Regions from separate parts of the Anser cygnoides genome. Here region 2 is linked to region 1. Evidence: chromatin contacts called from public Hi-C data. All regions are on one chromosome and are shown on one strand. Each heading gives the region's core, a stretch centred on a gene start, on an enhancer-like site or on the middle of the called end of the contact. The rest is flanking DNA. Distances are from core to core; before and after follow the strand shown. Region 1 holds the start of FOXA1 (forkhead box A1). Region 2 holds the start of MIA2 (MIA SH3 domain ER export factor 2).

Evidence for each region. A called contact is a pair of places that touch in the nucleus more often than the background predicts.
Region 2: a contact with region 1 is called in a Hi-C map of liver, with 9 times the contacts expected there. The contact joins the promoter of MIA2 here to the promoter of FOXA1 in region 1. A contact is called at or near these places in 2 of 7 Hi-C or Micro-C datasets (both in liver).

Annotation. Positions count from the first base shown.
Region 1 is chr5:41,474,401-41,482,281 of Taihu_goose_T2T_genome, forward strand. It overlaps FOXA1 (forkhead box A1), which reads right to left and starts at 3,452. Exons shown (of 2, transcript XM_013185562.3): 1 at 3,106-3,452; 2 at 1-734. The coding sequence starts at 3,177. It overlaps LOC136790938 (a long non-coding RNA gene), which reads left to right and starts at 3,517. Exons shown (of 3, transcript XR_010831857.1): 1 at 3,517-3,611; 2 at 4,147-4,256; 3 at 4,421-4,553.
Region 2 is chr5:42,000,911-42,008,791 of Taihu_goose_T2T_genome, forward strand. MIA2 (MIA SH3 domain ER export factor 2) reads left to right here and starts at 4,916. Exons shown (of 28, transcript XM_066998082.1): 1 at 4,916-5,109; 2 at 6,390-6,523; 3 at 7,847-7,881. The coding sequence starts at 4,995.

The sequences.
Region 1 (7,881 bases), core at 2,202-4,701:
GGGGCTTTGCTGTTCGCCGGTTTCTCGCACTTGAAGCGCTTTTGCCGGCGGAGGTAGCAGCCGTTCTCAAACATGTTGCCGGAGTCGGGGTGCAGGGTCCAGTAGGAGCCCTTGCCGGGCTTGTCGGGGGAGCGGGCCACCTTGACGAAGCAGTCGTTGAAGGAGAGCGAGTGGCGGATGCTGTTCTGCCAGCGCTGCTGGTTCTGCCGGTAGTAGGGGAAGAGGTCCATGATCCACTGGTAGATCTCGCTCAGCGTCAGCATCTTGCTGGGCGCCTGCTGGATGGCCATGGTGATGAGGGAGATGTAGGAGTAGGGCGGCTTGGCGTGGGGGTAGCTCCGCTTGAACGTCTTGGCGTCCCGCGTCCTGCCCAGGTTGGACTGCGTGTAGGCCATTGGACTCATGCAGGGGTTCATGCTGCCGTAGGGGCTCAGGCCGTTCATGGGGGCAGGCTGGGCCGACATGGCGTTGATGCCGCCGGGGCTCAGCGCCGTGCCCATGGCGGCCACGCCGGCCGGCATGCCGTTCACCGGCCCGGCCGAGCCCGCCGGCATCCCGGCCACGGCGCCGGGGCTCAGCCCGGCCCCCAGCCCCGTGTTGGCGTAGGACATGTTGAAGGAGCCGGAGGTCATGTTGCCGCTGGTCGTCATGGTGTTCATGGTCATGTAGGTGTTCATGGTGTTCATGGAGCCCAGCCCCGAGTTCATGTTGCTCACGGGCACCGAGGAATAGGCCTAGGGCAGCCAGACAGAGAGAGGGGGTTAGGAGGGAGAGGGGGGGGCAGCCCCCGCAGCCCCCGGTCCGCCGGGGCCGGATCCCGCCCGCCCTCCCCCGCCGCCACCCGGCACCGCGGGAGCGCTGCCCCGGCTCCCCGCGAAAGGCCGCTGGCGGTATGAAAAGGCCAATTCATATTTAGGCGTGCCTATAAATAAATACGCACGGGCACACGCCGCCGTTTTCCCGGCCCGCCGAGCCTCGGCCGGGTAGTGCCGACCGCGGCCCGCCCGGGGCAGCTCCGTGCCCCGCACGCTGCGGCTCTGCCTGCCCCGAGAGGAGCTCGCCTCCCCTTCTTCCCCGAGGTCCTGTTAATTTTGGGGTCCGTCGGGTTAGCAGAGCGTTTAAAGCCATACGATTACTGAAGCTGACGGGGGTACGGCGGCCGTGCCAAGGAGAGATCCATCTGCCTGCCCTTTCTCAGAATAACCTCGCGCATCTCTCCCCCCGCACTGATTTAAATCGCTACACTAGGTGTGACAGCATCTTGTCACAAATTAAATAAAAATAAAAATATTTAAAAAAAATCGGCAGCTCACTTCTGCACATTTCATCTACGGAAAGGTAAAGCGTGCTTCCTCTTTGAACGCATTTGCTAAAAAGTCAGTCTAGAAAGTTTAAAAAAAAACAAAACCTCAAAAACACAACGCAACTTCCCCATAGTATAAAAAGTCTGAGCTTTCCCTGCCTGTGATTTTCTACAATCGCCCAACGTGCAAAAATTGTAGAGCCCTACCACTGAACACAACTCTTCCAAAATGCAGAACCTTCGAGCCTGGAAATGTGCTTTCCAGTACGGCAGCTGATGAACACGAGGCAGAAAGACGTTGCAAAATGTATTCCCAGTTTCCCTCGAACAAAGGCAATACGGTTAAGGGAAGGATGTTCAGCGGCGGTTAAATGCCACTGTAAAATTCGCTGTTATTCACTACAAATTCCACGAGCTTTATAAATGTGGTTTTAATTTAGAGGATCACGGTAATTATTGGTGAGGATACAGCGCGGATGGGTTTCCCACCTTGCATCCGTGTAGTGATTCAAATTAAATAGCACGGGAGGAGAAAAGATCGAGGCCAAAAAATAGCAAAAGGGAAGGTCGCTTAACTTTATGTTCGTGGATAATGAGCATGGCGAGGATAAATGACTGTGGAAACGACACATAATTAGGATGACCCTTATTTGCCCTTAGCCGGCTTCCCTCTATTAAACAAGGTGCCAGCAGGGTGACACGTATCTGCGTGTGCCCGCGTGGCCCTATGGGTGCTGGGTGCGAGCCTCGGGGTGCAGGGACGAGGCGTGGGGACTGTGCAGCCGTGTGTCCGGGTATGCTGATGCAATGCCTGTGCGCGCACACCTAGGTGCCTGGTTTGCTACCACACTTCCTTAAAACGGCTCCTGCCCGGCCAGCGATCCGGGGGGGTTTCTGGCGGTGCTGCCGAGCGCTGGCTTCTCCCGAGGACCCGGGCAGAGCCGCACCGGCACGGTGTAAAACCAGGGCCCCCGCAAGGCTGGGCTGTACCCGGGGGCGCTTCCGTGGCCCACTCCCCGGCCGCGTTTGGGCCGCTGCTCCCCTTCTCTTGCACCGCGCTGGAAAACAGCCGGGGGCCGGGGCCGCCTCCCGGGACGCCGCGGGCTAGCTGGGGGTGGCCGGGCCAGGCCGGGACGGCCGGGCCGGGGCCGGTGCTGGGGGCCGGGGCCCGGGGCCCCCTCCCGGTGCTGGGAGCCGGGGCCCTCTCTCCGCAGCGCCGCCAGCCGGCCCGCGGCAGCAGCGCACACCGCAGGCGAGCCGTCTTGCAAAGTACGAACAAACGGCTATTTAATTATTTATTTCTTCCTTCTTTTCCTTGTTTTTTCCTTTATTTTTTTTCTCCCGGCTTTACCAGGTGAGGACCCCAGCGGGGGGCTCCGGGCCCCGCGGGGGGAAGGCGCTGCCCGCGCCCCGGGGCGCGCCCCGCTCCCCGCCGCTGCCATATGCCGGGGGCCGGCAGCGCGGCGAGTCCCTGCCCCGAGCCCGGAGTTTTCGGGGCGCTTTTGTGCCCGCCCGGAGCAGAGATCGAGCCTTTCGGGGGAGCTCAAGGGCTGCCTCCGGCCCCCCCGGAGAGCTCGCAGCCTCCCCGGTTCTCCCTCAAGCGCCTCCAGGCCGGGTGGATTTCCTCAGGGAAGCCTGGCCACTTTCAGCGCTGGAGGGGGGAGGCACGTTTGCGCTGGCAGGAGCTGGAGTGCAAAGCTGGAGTGCGGCCGCTGCCCCCCTCCGGACCCCCGGCCCTCCCTCCGACCCCCCTCTCCCTCGCAGAGGGGCAGCAGCGGAGCCAGAGCCTAGGATTTACTCACCTCCTGAGTGTCGGCGTAGTAGCTGTTCCAGTCGCTGGTTTCATGCCCTTCCATTTTCACAGTCCCTAACATTATGGAGCCAACCTGCCCGGTGTAACCATCCAGCCCTCTTGCAAGCGAGCGACGGGCAGCAGGAAAAGAGCCCGAAAGCCCGACCTAGCAGGAAGCCAGCTCCCAGGAGAGGCGGGGGGTGCTCAAATCTCCTCTATAACAAGCCAAAAAGGAGGCAGGGAGCGGTGTGGGGCGAGACAGTTGAGAAAGTGAGGAAGTGCCGGCTGGGATGTGAGTGGAGTTGAGCTGATGTGGATCTTACGTCGCAGAAGTACCCACCTCCTCCTCCTCCTCTCCCCATTTGTCCGCCGCACAAAGGCGTTCGCACCTACAAAGCCGGAGATGCACCTGCAAACAAGGCAGTTCCCCTCGCCTGCAACTCCCCCCGGGGCGGCACTTTATTTGCAAAGCAGCGTAATTGGTTTAAGCTTGCGGGAAAAGAAGAAGAGACGGAGGTGGGAGAGGGGGAAGAGAGTAGGAAAGGGGGGGAGGAACCCACCCCTTTCAGATGGACAGGACAAATGCTAGGAGGGATCGCTGGAACGAGGCAGATAAGGGAAGGGCAGCCCCCTCTGTTTGAATAGAATGCAAAAGGCCATCCAGCCTTAAACCCCCGAGATTAGAGGCAGTATTTACTAAAGTCCGGTAGATGCTCCTTTAACTCGATGGTCGGGACGTGCTCCAAAGTCCCGAGCACCGCAGTCAAACACGCTCCCCCAGCTCCCGCCCCCCCCCCCCCCCCCCATTCAAAGCTCAGCACGGCGCAGGTGCCTCTGCGCCCCCCGCCCCTGCCGCGGCGCCCCCCGCTCTGCGCTGCGGATGGCCAGCAGCGCCTCAGAGCCCCCCGTGGGTTGCTCGGAGCCTCGGACCCCCCCACACTTTGGGCTGCCCGGAGCCCCCCGTGGGCTACCGGCAGCCCTTCAAACGGGGCTGCCGCCCTAAGGCTGCGGTGATGGTGATGGTGTTTCTTTCTTGGTGTCTTGCATTTAGAAACCCTGTGAGTCACGGCGCAGAGACACAACACTACAGACACCCAGTGCATGCGGACAGAGCCTTGAATGCGGATCCACCGAGGTTAACCTCCACTTGGCAAACATCAGGTGAGTCACTGGAACCGTTTACTGTCTTTACCGTGGAAAGCCTCCAGGCCAGAAGGCTACTTGGGAAGCCTTGTCTGGTGCCAGGCACCCAGGAGCAGCAATTAGAAGTAGCGGCTATCCCCTTACCAACTTCTTGCTCCTTACCTTTATTTCTCACAAGGAAGAGAGGAGGAGGAATCTGCGTGGGCTGAAGGGCAAAAAGGGGCAACAGCGATAAAACAAATCGACGTTGGACAAAGCTCCTTAAAATATGGATGTAGGGAATCGCTCTGTCTTTGAAGACGGATCTAACATACCCTTGTTCTGTTCCTACCCTGGCCGGCTCTTCAAGCTTATGTCATGACCAGAGACTTTTATTGGGTTTCTCTTCTTGAGCTTTTTCCCACCCAGTTACTTTTTTCACCTGATAGCAAATAAATAAATAAATCCAGAAATGAAAATAATAAATACTCCCCACCTACAAAATCAACCAACCAACCAAATAAACAACTTCCCCCCATTCCCAACTATCCCGGGAATAGAAATTTGGAAGGGAAATAAAATTTATTGGGATTTTGAAAAACTTTGGCTTATCATATCACACAAACTAAAATACACAGCTGCGTCCGAATTTCTTCCTTGCATGTTTATTGTGCAGCAAGATCGCAGTTGCTTCCACACTGATTTATCCTCCAGTGATCTGCAAAAATGCCACCTTCACAATCACGATTTTTTTAAAAAAAGTTTCTTATATAGAGGAACCAGGGATTATAATGACGAGATACAGGTTATCTCCGCCTCGAGAAATATGTTTTAACTTGTCCTCTAAATGCGTTTTCTGTTATCCCTTTCTTTGTTCTTTCTCTCCTCGTCCTTTTTTCTTTAAATCTGGCAACAGAATTAAGTCAAATCCTTGAAACAAACAGAACTCTGGAATCAGCAGACAAGAATAGGGAATGAAAATGTGTCTTGAAGGAAATAAAATGAAAAAGATAAAAGTACTGAGTTAAAACCCTACTTTTCCAAGTGGTCAGCGTACACAATTGGAAATTGGAGCAAAACCTAGAGGAAAATCTAAGAGATACTAAAATTGCGGTCTTTATGTGTGCACCCTCCCTCTTTCTCCAGTGGGAACAGTCTATACACCTGAACACAGAGCCCCTTCCGTGGTGACTCGTTCAATTCGGTGCTTAGGTCTGCTCGGGAGCCTCCCAGAAGAACAGCCGCCTCCGGCGAGGCTGGGAGGGGTTCAGCAGCCCCAGTGCCCCGCCGGCGGTGCCTCCTCTCCGTGTGACCTCGGGGCGGTGCTGCCCCGCTTCCCAGGGCACAGCCCCGCGGGAGCAACACCCGCCGGGCCGCCGGACAGCCCACGCAGGGCTCGCTCCGTACCTGGAAAAAGAGCAGGCACGAACCCCACGGGCGGCACGCTCCTCGGATGCCGGTACAAAACGCGGGGCCGTTTGGCCGGGACCGCCCCCGAGGCGCAGGGGGCACCGGGTCCCGCTCCTGGCTGACCGTGCCGGGCCGGGCTGGGCCGTGCCGGGCCGTGCCATGCCGGGCCGGGCGTTGCGCAAAGCCGCAGCGCCTCCTGTTGTCCGGCTGCGGCTCCAGGCTCTGCGCCCTGTTCCTAACGTTGCTCCCGGAGGTGAGCGCACAGGCGGGCTCCTGTCGGTAATCTTCTCAGAGAGCGTTTAGGTTCGTTGTGCAGATCGGTAAGCCCGAGGCACAGTCAGCCGCTGCTGGAAATTCCCTTCAGCCCAGGCTGCTGTGCTGCGGCCCCGGCGGCTGAAAGCTTTCCTTGTGCGAAGCAGCGCATCACGACGGGTATGCCCGTGGCCATGGGAAACGAGGGGATTTCGGTAGTTCCCCTCGGCCCGCTCCTCCGTGCCTGCGAAGCCCTGCGTGGGATGCTCGGAGAGTCCGGCGCAACTGGTCCGTGCCCTTTGCAGCAGCCCCAGAGGGACGGAAAGGGCTCTGCTAGGATGCAGGACGTGTGGTACCGAGCAGGAGCTCTCCGGATGCGCACAGCTGCTTGCGGCTTTTCATATCTCGGGACGGGAACCGTGACCCGGTTTGCACGGAGCCTTTCCCCAGATCTCGTTAGAGCAGTGCCACTTTCTCATCACTTCATGCACCGGTTTCTCCCCTATTTATTTATTTATTTATTTATTATTAATTATGGGGAGCTACTTGTTCACCCTGGAGAAACGCGCAGGCGAGCTGTATTTTCGCTCTTTAAACGGGAGCAGGGTCTCTGCTCCTGGCTCCGCCGGTGCACTGCCAAGGAGGGAAGCACGATACCGGCCCTAAAAGAGGGGAGCGTGCGCGCACGCGTGTCTGTGGGAGTGAGTGTCAGGGCTTGGCTCGCCCACGGGTGCCCAGCGGCAGCACTGGCAGCGAGAGCTGGACCAAAACCCACGCGGGGACCGCCGGTGCCCTCTGCCCAGCGCTGCTCGGGAGCGCCGCCCGCAGGTACTGTCCCACGCGTGGGGCGGGCGAAGGATGGAGCTGGCGGGGGCTTTAACTGTACCTCCGGGGGACGGGCAGCGCTATTTTAATGCGCTCCTGCCTAAGAGCCACTTGTTCTCTGGAAGAGGCAGCGCCCGCTGGCCAGCTCAGTTTGTCTCGCAGGTTTTATTTGATTTTATCCAGATGCCGCCGCCTCCGGCCTGGGGATCTGTCGGCGGTGCTTGTGCGGGGCAGGGCTCTACCTCGGAAAAAGGCTGCCAGGCTGTCTCCGCGTCAGGATGCCTCCCTTGCTCCTCACTCTACAGCCGCCTTTTCATTTCCCCGGCTCTGCCTCCCGCACAGACCCGGCTCTCCCATCCCTCCCGGCGGTGGAAACCCCCCGGGTTTGTTGCCGACCCCAAATCCTCCCCACCCACGCGGGCAAACAGGAACCGCGTGGGAACCCTGCCGGTACCCGCAACCGGGATGGGTACCGCCCGCCGCCCTCTGCTTCCCCGCTTCTCTTCGTCTCCTTCATCCTCCCCGCGGGGCTCAAGGAGGCTGCGGATCCTCCCCCCCCGGAGGCCCAATCCTGCCGGGGCCGAGCCGTCGGGGCAGCGGTGGTGCTCCCACGCGTGTCCGGGGGTTCGCTCCCGGTGCGCGTTTCACGGGCGCTCTACGAGGCCCCGGGGATGTTGCACGGCTCGTTGCAGAGGCGACTTTCTGCTGCCGCATTTTGTTTTACTTAATTTTATTTATCTTCGTTACCTATTATTATTATTTACTTTATCTCAATTCATCTAATTTCTTTTTATTTCTCTGTTTCTTTTTAATTTTATTATAATTCATTGCAATTCATTACATTTCATTTTTTTCTATGCATCATTCAGCACACAAGTAGACATGAGAGACATGAGAGACATTCTTGACATAAAATAAATACATCACCCCATCCCCAAAAATACATATCTGACCAATTAAAGAAAAGCACAAATAACGAAATGAAAAGCTACAAATAAGCTAGTGTCCGACGCTGGCAGAGAACAGAGTAAGGAAGTGGTTTACTTTCTCTTTAGTGTAACAAAATAGCTCTTAAGTAGGTAAATCATGATCCAGTGTATACAGTCACTTCATTTTTGCTAATTGGGTAGATGTGGGTATGTTGCTTGCAGAACTTCAGCTGGTAGGATGCTGGCAA
Region 2 (7,881 bases), core at 3,666-6,165, 530 kb after region 1:
GTGGTGGGTGCTGGTAATTAAACAAGGTAATGGATTGATTACATTCAAGTTTCTTGTTTCAGGTTGTATTACAGGCAGGAATCTATATTTGACAAGGTGAAAATACAGGAATTTTGTTGCCAAGTTACAAAGCAGGTGATGTATTTGATAGTTTAATGCTCGTTTGAAGAAATTTAACTGCCATGGTTACACTGTGCTGTAAATAGTTTTGCCAAATCCAAGCAGCACAGTGCAATGTATAAATGTCAGTGTGTGATAAATTTATAAGAACCAAGTTTTCTAAAAGCTACATATATTCCAACCAATATTCTGCTACAGTAGTAGTGTAAGATAGTGCTATACTATTAGCACAATACCACATAAAGACCCTTGTCTTTTTTAAAAGCAGTTGTATTTTTAGTAATTTAGTTACACTCACCTTCAATGTTATTTCATCTGAGCCAGAAACAATTTTAAAGTTGTGGATAGAGCTGTGTTTCCTCTTACCCTGAAACAATTTCAGAGTTGTGGATAATGCTGAGACCATGAGTACAATTCCTTTCTGTTCCCGGTCTTTTCAAATGGTAGAAGTATTTATAGAAATGTATCAAATTTGGTCTTGAAATTGAATATAACAGTTTTGGGTCTCTGAGAATTAAGTGTAGATACCATACAAGTAGGAAATGACTAAAATATTTTATTTCACTCCCCCATAGTGGTGAGTAGAGATCAAAGGAAAAATACCTTGGTCTCTTTTCAGTCAAGTAATATAGAAAAAAAATGAACAATCAAAGAGGCAAAAAACTAATAATGAAGCTGAGGTGCTTTATACAAGTGGACAACGAACATACCATGTAAGATCTATGCATGTCTTGTGGAGTGCTTGCATCAAATTGTCCACTCTAGCTTTAAATGAGAATTTAGAAGTAAATAAGAACTTAGAAGAGTTGGATTGGTTTATTTTGTTACGGTGCTGTTATACTATGTGCACTGATTCTATACCATTTACCTGTCTCAATTTTCTTCACTCCTGGCAGCAATAAGCTGGAAGCCTCCAAGAATGTGTTTTTCCACGATGTTCCACTTGGAGTCCTTGTCAGAGTAGATTTTATGCAGATTGTTCATGAACTGTAAGCTGAAGCATGACTTTGCATAAAAGGTACACTTCAAATTTGTGCTTCTTAGCTTGAACTAATGTCTTTGTGCTTAGAACAGCTTCGTTGTAAGGAAGGAAATTTGAAAGTAATTTTTCTGAGGAAAGAAGGTATTGGTAAAATTTAATAATTTCCAAGACCAGTAAATTTGCAAATAGATTACTCCAGCATTGTTTCTTCCTAAGGAAATAAAGGTCTTGTGGTTAGGCCCCAGTTATAATTCTGGGATCCAGATTTAGCTGCTGATTTTGTAATAATTACTGTCACACAACAGAACAAACATCTTCATTTTGTGTGTCCCAGATCTTTAAAATGAGCTTCCCTGTTCAAAGAAGCATTTCCAAGACTATATGTATTTATGATCTGATCAAATGCTGCAGCAGTGGTGTATATCCATAATATACAGAGATCTGTGTTTTGGAGGATACAACTTTGCTCTTTGATGCCTTTTTTTCCCCCCTTTATCTCAGTTGTATAGAAAATCTGTGTTTTATACAAACCACGTTCAGGCAGTTTTTAATATGTGAAGCATTCTAATGTATAGCAAAATGTGAGGCATTCAAAGCTTAGAAAAATACTATCAAGATTCAAAATAGTACGTCACAAGTTCTGTGATTTTCTAGTAATACAATGAGTTGTCATGTTTGCAACCCTTTTTGTAATAGGGAAGCAATAATGGCTTTTTCTTACAATTTGTTACCCTGGCTAAAAATTTGGTTTAAATCTGAATAAAGAAAGTCTGTTACATCTTCAGATTTAACTGGAAGAAGAGTGAGTGAACTACTGTTTCTTCTCTTCCTTTGATTTACTAGATTTTAAAAGATAGTTGTTTAAAAAAAAACTTTTTGGCATGACATGTGATTCAATATACAGGTTGATCTGCATTTTCATGCAAACATCTCAAGTCAAGAGAACTGTGTTTTAAGTGTTTTTGTTATGAATTGTATCTTTCCATGTATTTGTGCAATATTATACACAGTGAACCTTACATTCTGTATGAAACCTTTTGGTGCTATCATAAAAATATAATCAAAACTGTCTATACTGTTGTTATAAAATAGGTGTTGATTTTTATGTACTTAAGAGAGTTTTTATATTAGCTTATGATCTTTGTTATCTCTATGGTTCATGCAGATACTGAATGGTCTAGCAAACACAACATCTCCATATTTATACAGGATCATATCTTGAGTCGTTCAGTGAGCCATACTAATCAGTTTATTTAAATCAAACCATTAATTCTGACTTGATTCTTCTAACTAAAGTTATTAGTTACTATACTACTTATGACTAAAATTAGAAGCTTAATGCTTATAGTTACTAAGATATGATTTCCAAAAAATTAAATAGTTTTATTCTAAGGAAAGCTGTTCAAATTAGTTCTTTTTCATTAGCATTGTTTGTTTTTGCATATATAATAGTATTCACTTCTGTTGCTTCAGTTCTGCAGAAGTGTCCAACTTCTACTCACTAAATAAATAAAGTGAAATCTCACTCTACCTGCTGTAAAGTTTTCAACTTTGTCCTTTGGAAGCCAGCTATGATAAACTCCCTGTGTCTTTAGCTTTGACTTTAGTTCAAAGGTGATTAGAGCTTACATTTGTATAACATCTGCAAGCGTGAGATTTACACCCTGAAGAAAAGAACATTTGATATAAATGTACTTTGTTATTGAAGTTGTATTAGAAGAACAAATTACAGAGATCAGAGCACTGCTGATCAACCTTTCAGCAGCTTCAAACCTAGAAGAATGATTGTTGAGACTAAGCTACACAATAAGCAGTGCCCAGAATAATTTGAAAACTGCGGATGTAGATGAAACATTGCAATTCATCCTAGCTACTCCATTTATAGCATCTCCATACAAAGACTTGAGACTTAGTTTGGGTGTCCATATGAAAAGTCAGAGCCATTGTGAGAGCTATTTTGACAAATGTAATGTATAGATCTCAAGGTGTGGTTCCTTCAGTTTGCCCTCCAACACAAACTTGCTGAACTATGTAATTTTAGGTGTTAGAATGTCTGGCTTTACCATTTTTATGAGAATCACCTCTTGGTTACCAAGGCCAAAAAGGGACTATTGAGCTTTCTAAGATCATGATTGTTTTTTTGCCTTACATTCCATGGTCATTATGCAGCATTATGAAAGATTCTTCTGACCAGCTTATAACCTTGTCAGGATAAAAATTGTCCTTTTTTTTTTTGATTTTTGTATGACACTTGGTGATAGACAATCCCCCTAATATAAAATTCTTCTGTAGTTCTTCCCACTCCCCAGTATAATCTTTTATATATTCCTTCTCACTAGTCCGTCCTAATCTGTACAGGTTTGGGACCCAAAAACTTGCCCATCTTTTCACAAATTCAACGAAACTTGGTGAGGAGATGTTTCAGCTGCTTGGCATTCTATCTTTCTATTTCTCTCCCCTTCACCTACTTCAGATAAACCTGGAGGACCCCAGGAAAGGTCCTCAGTCACTGGCACTCTAAGCAGCAGAAGAGGAGTGGAGCAGAGAAACAACTGGGAATGGGGTTGCATCAAAACTATTCCAGGGAGAGTGCTGGGGTACAGATCTATCATGTGTTTGCCCTGGTGGGTGCGTGCAACAGTTCTCTGATGGATTACCTAACAGCAGGGGCGGCTGGTGTGTTGGTTCATAGGAGAGGCCTGTCTGGCTATCAGGTCATGTGGCAAAGGAAGGGGGCAAAGTGTTAGATTGCAGCTGGAGGACGTCATCCACCGTGATTTCTTTGTTTACAGGACATTGCTGGTCAAAGCGTCTCTGGCTGCAGTGCACTTTGTGCCCTCTCTCCCGGCCTCCTGTAGACGATTTGTTTGCTGGCTCATAGATCAGTGAGCATCCGTGTCTGGCAGGTTTGGGTTGTGGAGCAGGAGAGAGGGGGAACTGTGCTGCAAGTAAGATACAGCTTAGGTTCACGGAAAGAAAAAGCAAAGCAAAGTCTGTGTGAGTCATGCCCAGGACTGAAGGAGGGGCGGGATTGCTAGGAAGCGTATAACTGCAAATATTATCAGCTTGGGAGGGAATACGGGTTCTTGGGATGCTATCAGGAAGGGAGAGGGTAGAGGCTGCCCTATGTAGGACAGCTGGAAATGAAAGATGAAGGCCCTAAGATGTATCGTGCATAGTCGACCAAAGACATTCGGGGCAATGCTGTGAAGCATTTCAAGCAAAGCTTACTTGTAAAGCAAATCACTCTGTAGGGTTGCATTTATAGTGTAACTTCATATCTATATAAGCTGTGTACAACTTCCTGCACAACTACCACTTTAAAGCATAACCTGTATTTGAGAAAATTATTTATAACTCCGTTGGGTGATAGGTTGCTAGGAAACAGTAGGTATTTCTTATAAAGCAGGACATATCTGCTTAGATCTGATGCGTTGCTCTGTGATATATGGCGTGGAAATGATGTATAAAATTGGTAGTTCAACTTAAAATCAGATGTTAAAAATCCCATAATCCAGAAAAAAAAATTAGAACCGATATTGAATTTCCCTGAACAGAGTCTTCCGTAGACTTGATAGCAAAAATCCTCTCTGATAGAGGCTAAATTTTTATGTGGCTAGAACTGGTTTGTTTGTATTCAAAACATCAGTCTGGCTATCAGAACCAAGTTAATTATTAAACATATGTGTATAATCAGGACAACTGACTTGGCAGATTATTAGCAGAGTTAGCATAGTGTACTTTTGCTTTGGCAGATGAGGGAAGGGAAATGGGATTATAACTTCATTTGCGATTTTTTTTGTTAGGCTAAGAAAAGTAATGTAGAATATACTTGTACTCTGCAAATGAATTAAGTTTTCACAGTTTCAGTGCATTCTAGGTTTACTAAAAAATGTCGAGAGTATTGGATCAGAGAATTGTGCTGCTAGTAATTTCATTTATAACAAGTCTGCAGAGTACAAAGGTACTTTCAGAATGGAAGAAGTGTGGTGATCGGGAATGTGAGAGTAAGTAAAAATCTTTTTTCTAAAGGAGTTTATATACATGTAGTTATTACAGACCATAACGTTGAGATTAGGAACAAAGCACTGAATGAAACTAAGTAGCTGCAGAAAACATTTGTTGTCAATATACTAAGTTTATGAAAAAAGGCTTAAATTTTTCAAACGACAAAAAAGTTATTCCTGAAAAACCTACTTAAGGGATCGTGTTGTGCAAGTATATAAAGATTGAAGTTCAGTTAAAATAAAATACTCTTTAATAGCTAATTTTTCTCAGGTTTCCTCAAATATTCAGCATAAAGCAACTTTAAAGTATTTTTAACTCATTCCTTACAGGTACAAGGGTAATTAAATGTATATATATATGGTAGGCTATATACTAATATAGAACGTATTTTTTGTTTACAGTATGTTCATAGCCTATTCTCCAATACTGTATTTTTTCTATTCTAAGCAAGCTGTGTTTTTGTTGTTGTTCTTTTCTTTTTTAATCCTTCTCTAAAGACACTGTTAATGTATCTTTTTTCTTCTTTAACATGAAGTAAGAGCAGTAACTAGTTATGAAGTTCCTGGGGATTAAATAGCTCTGCAGAAAGTTGTCAGACCAGCTCTTGAGACACCGGTGGGCAGCAATAAATAAAGGCATTTCCACACAGAATGCTCAGATTTCCTCTGCTCATAGATTTATTTCCTGTGGAGCCACTCCAATTTCACCAGGTTCTGGATGTTCAGGGATGTCTGTCTTAGGGCAGCACGTGGCATGGGCACCAAACTGACTAGAGCACATCAGTGGAGGTTTTTATGGTAGATAAACCATGATTTTTATGATAGGAGATAGAGGTGGAAACAACTAGAAAGCAAAGTCATTCAAATTGAATTGTAAATTTTGTTTTTGACAATGTGTTTTGGTTTGTTACTAGAGCTTAACTATTTTCTTTAAAATATATATTCAAAATATATATTCAAAATCCCTGCAATTACAGCTAGATTTAACTTGCAATTTCTGAAATATAAAATTGTAAATATGCTTGGGAAATATTTTTTAGCTGCTTAGATCTGTGTTTAATAGTTGAACTTACTAATTATCCACACAAATTTCAACCTTGATAGCTTGGATGAACAAGTACTGAAAAACAATGCCCATATAGGACCGGAGCTTTTATTTTGTTGATGTACTTACAAACATTTTAATGTGTATCTACATAACAGACTTCTTCAATAACATATTTGACTTCAGACAAAGTGGCTATAATACTTACTTGTTTCTTTCTTCCTGCATATTCCAGCGGCAATGAGCAGAGTTCAAGCCACTACAGATTACTCAGGGCCTGATTGCCGGTATCTTAACTTCAAAACAGGGGAGGAGATAATTGTATACTCCAAACTTTCCAGGAAAAATGAAAATCTGTGGACAGGAAGTGTAAGTATTTGAATCTGATAGACTTTCTGCATAAATAATTTAGATAGCATTGTAATAGCAGTCTGCTTGCTTCTAGGGATCTTCCATCTCTTTCTTAACGTTAACCAGTTGTGGATCAACATCGTGTTTGGGAGATGGGTCATTGTTGATATCTTTCTATAAAAGGGAAAATCAAATCTGGCCATAGATTACTCATGGAGAAACAAAGTCAAGATCAGAATCCAAGTTTTTTGACTCCTTCATCTAATCATTTGGCTGGAATGATTACATCTTGTTCCCTTTAAAAACCTTCAGGTCTAGTGAGCCAGGTACCTACCTACAGGTCTGCAGGTAAGGAGATTTTACAGTTGCTTAATCAGCAATTCAGAATTGGGACATTTCTTGAGCACTGAACTGTGAAGACAAGTTCCCAGAGAAGTTATCGCACGCATTTAATGGTTTGGAACAATTGACAATGTAGTCAGAACAGCTACGAAGTTATGCTGTAGTTAAAGCTATGGTATAGCTAAAAAGCAATGGATGCACTGATCCAAATCCAACTGCTAATAAAACCATGTAAATGCTTCAAAACCAGAAAATATTGGTTATGGTGGTGATTTGTTTCGTTTTTGTTTGTTTTTCCCAAATGATATGTGACATTTATTATTTACCAGTGACATTCATATGTTCTTTCTGCATCTTAGAGTATCTTTGCAGGTACTTCATTCCTTCTTGCTGTCCAAGATGTATTCCTTCATTAAAGGCTACATGCAATGCTTTGTTGTAAAGCTAGTGGTTGGTTTTTTGGTCGGACTGACTCTTACTTGTGTTTGCATTATTCTTTTGTGCATTATCATCTATTTATGTTCTGCAGTGTTGTTGTCTTCGTTGCCATTTTCTCTTCAACAGCACGTGGCCTTGTACCTGGATTTCACATCCTACTTTCCTTGTAACTTTTTATGGGTCATTAGTTATTAACGTGTAATTGTTCTCTAACTTGAGTAGGTGGAAACTTTGCATCTGATTCTATTAGAGAGACCATCTCTCTGAGATGAGATGAGACCATCTCATCTGAGACCATCTGTGTACATAATACTGTGCTTAGTTAAGGACTGTTAAGACTACAGAAAATAATAGTTGGAATAATATTCTTCTTTCTGAAGTAGCAAATGGAACACTTTACTGAAGGAAAAATAAATCATTTTCTGACCAAACAAAATGAAGGGGATGGGGGGCAGTCCTATAAACTTACTGTTTGTTCGTACTTTTTTAGCATATACGCAAGCACCTAATATACTTACCACTACAGTTTAAATGCTCTCACTCTTTTTATATTTCTTACAGAAAGGAAAAGATTTTGGATATTTCCCAAAAGATGC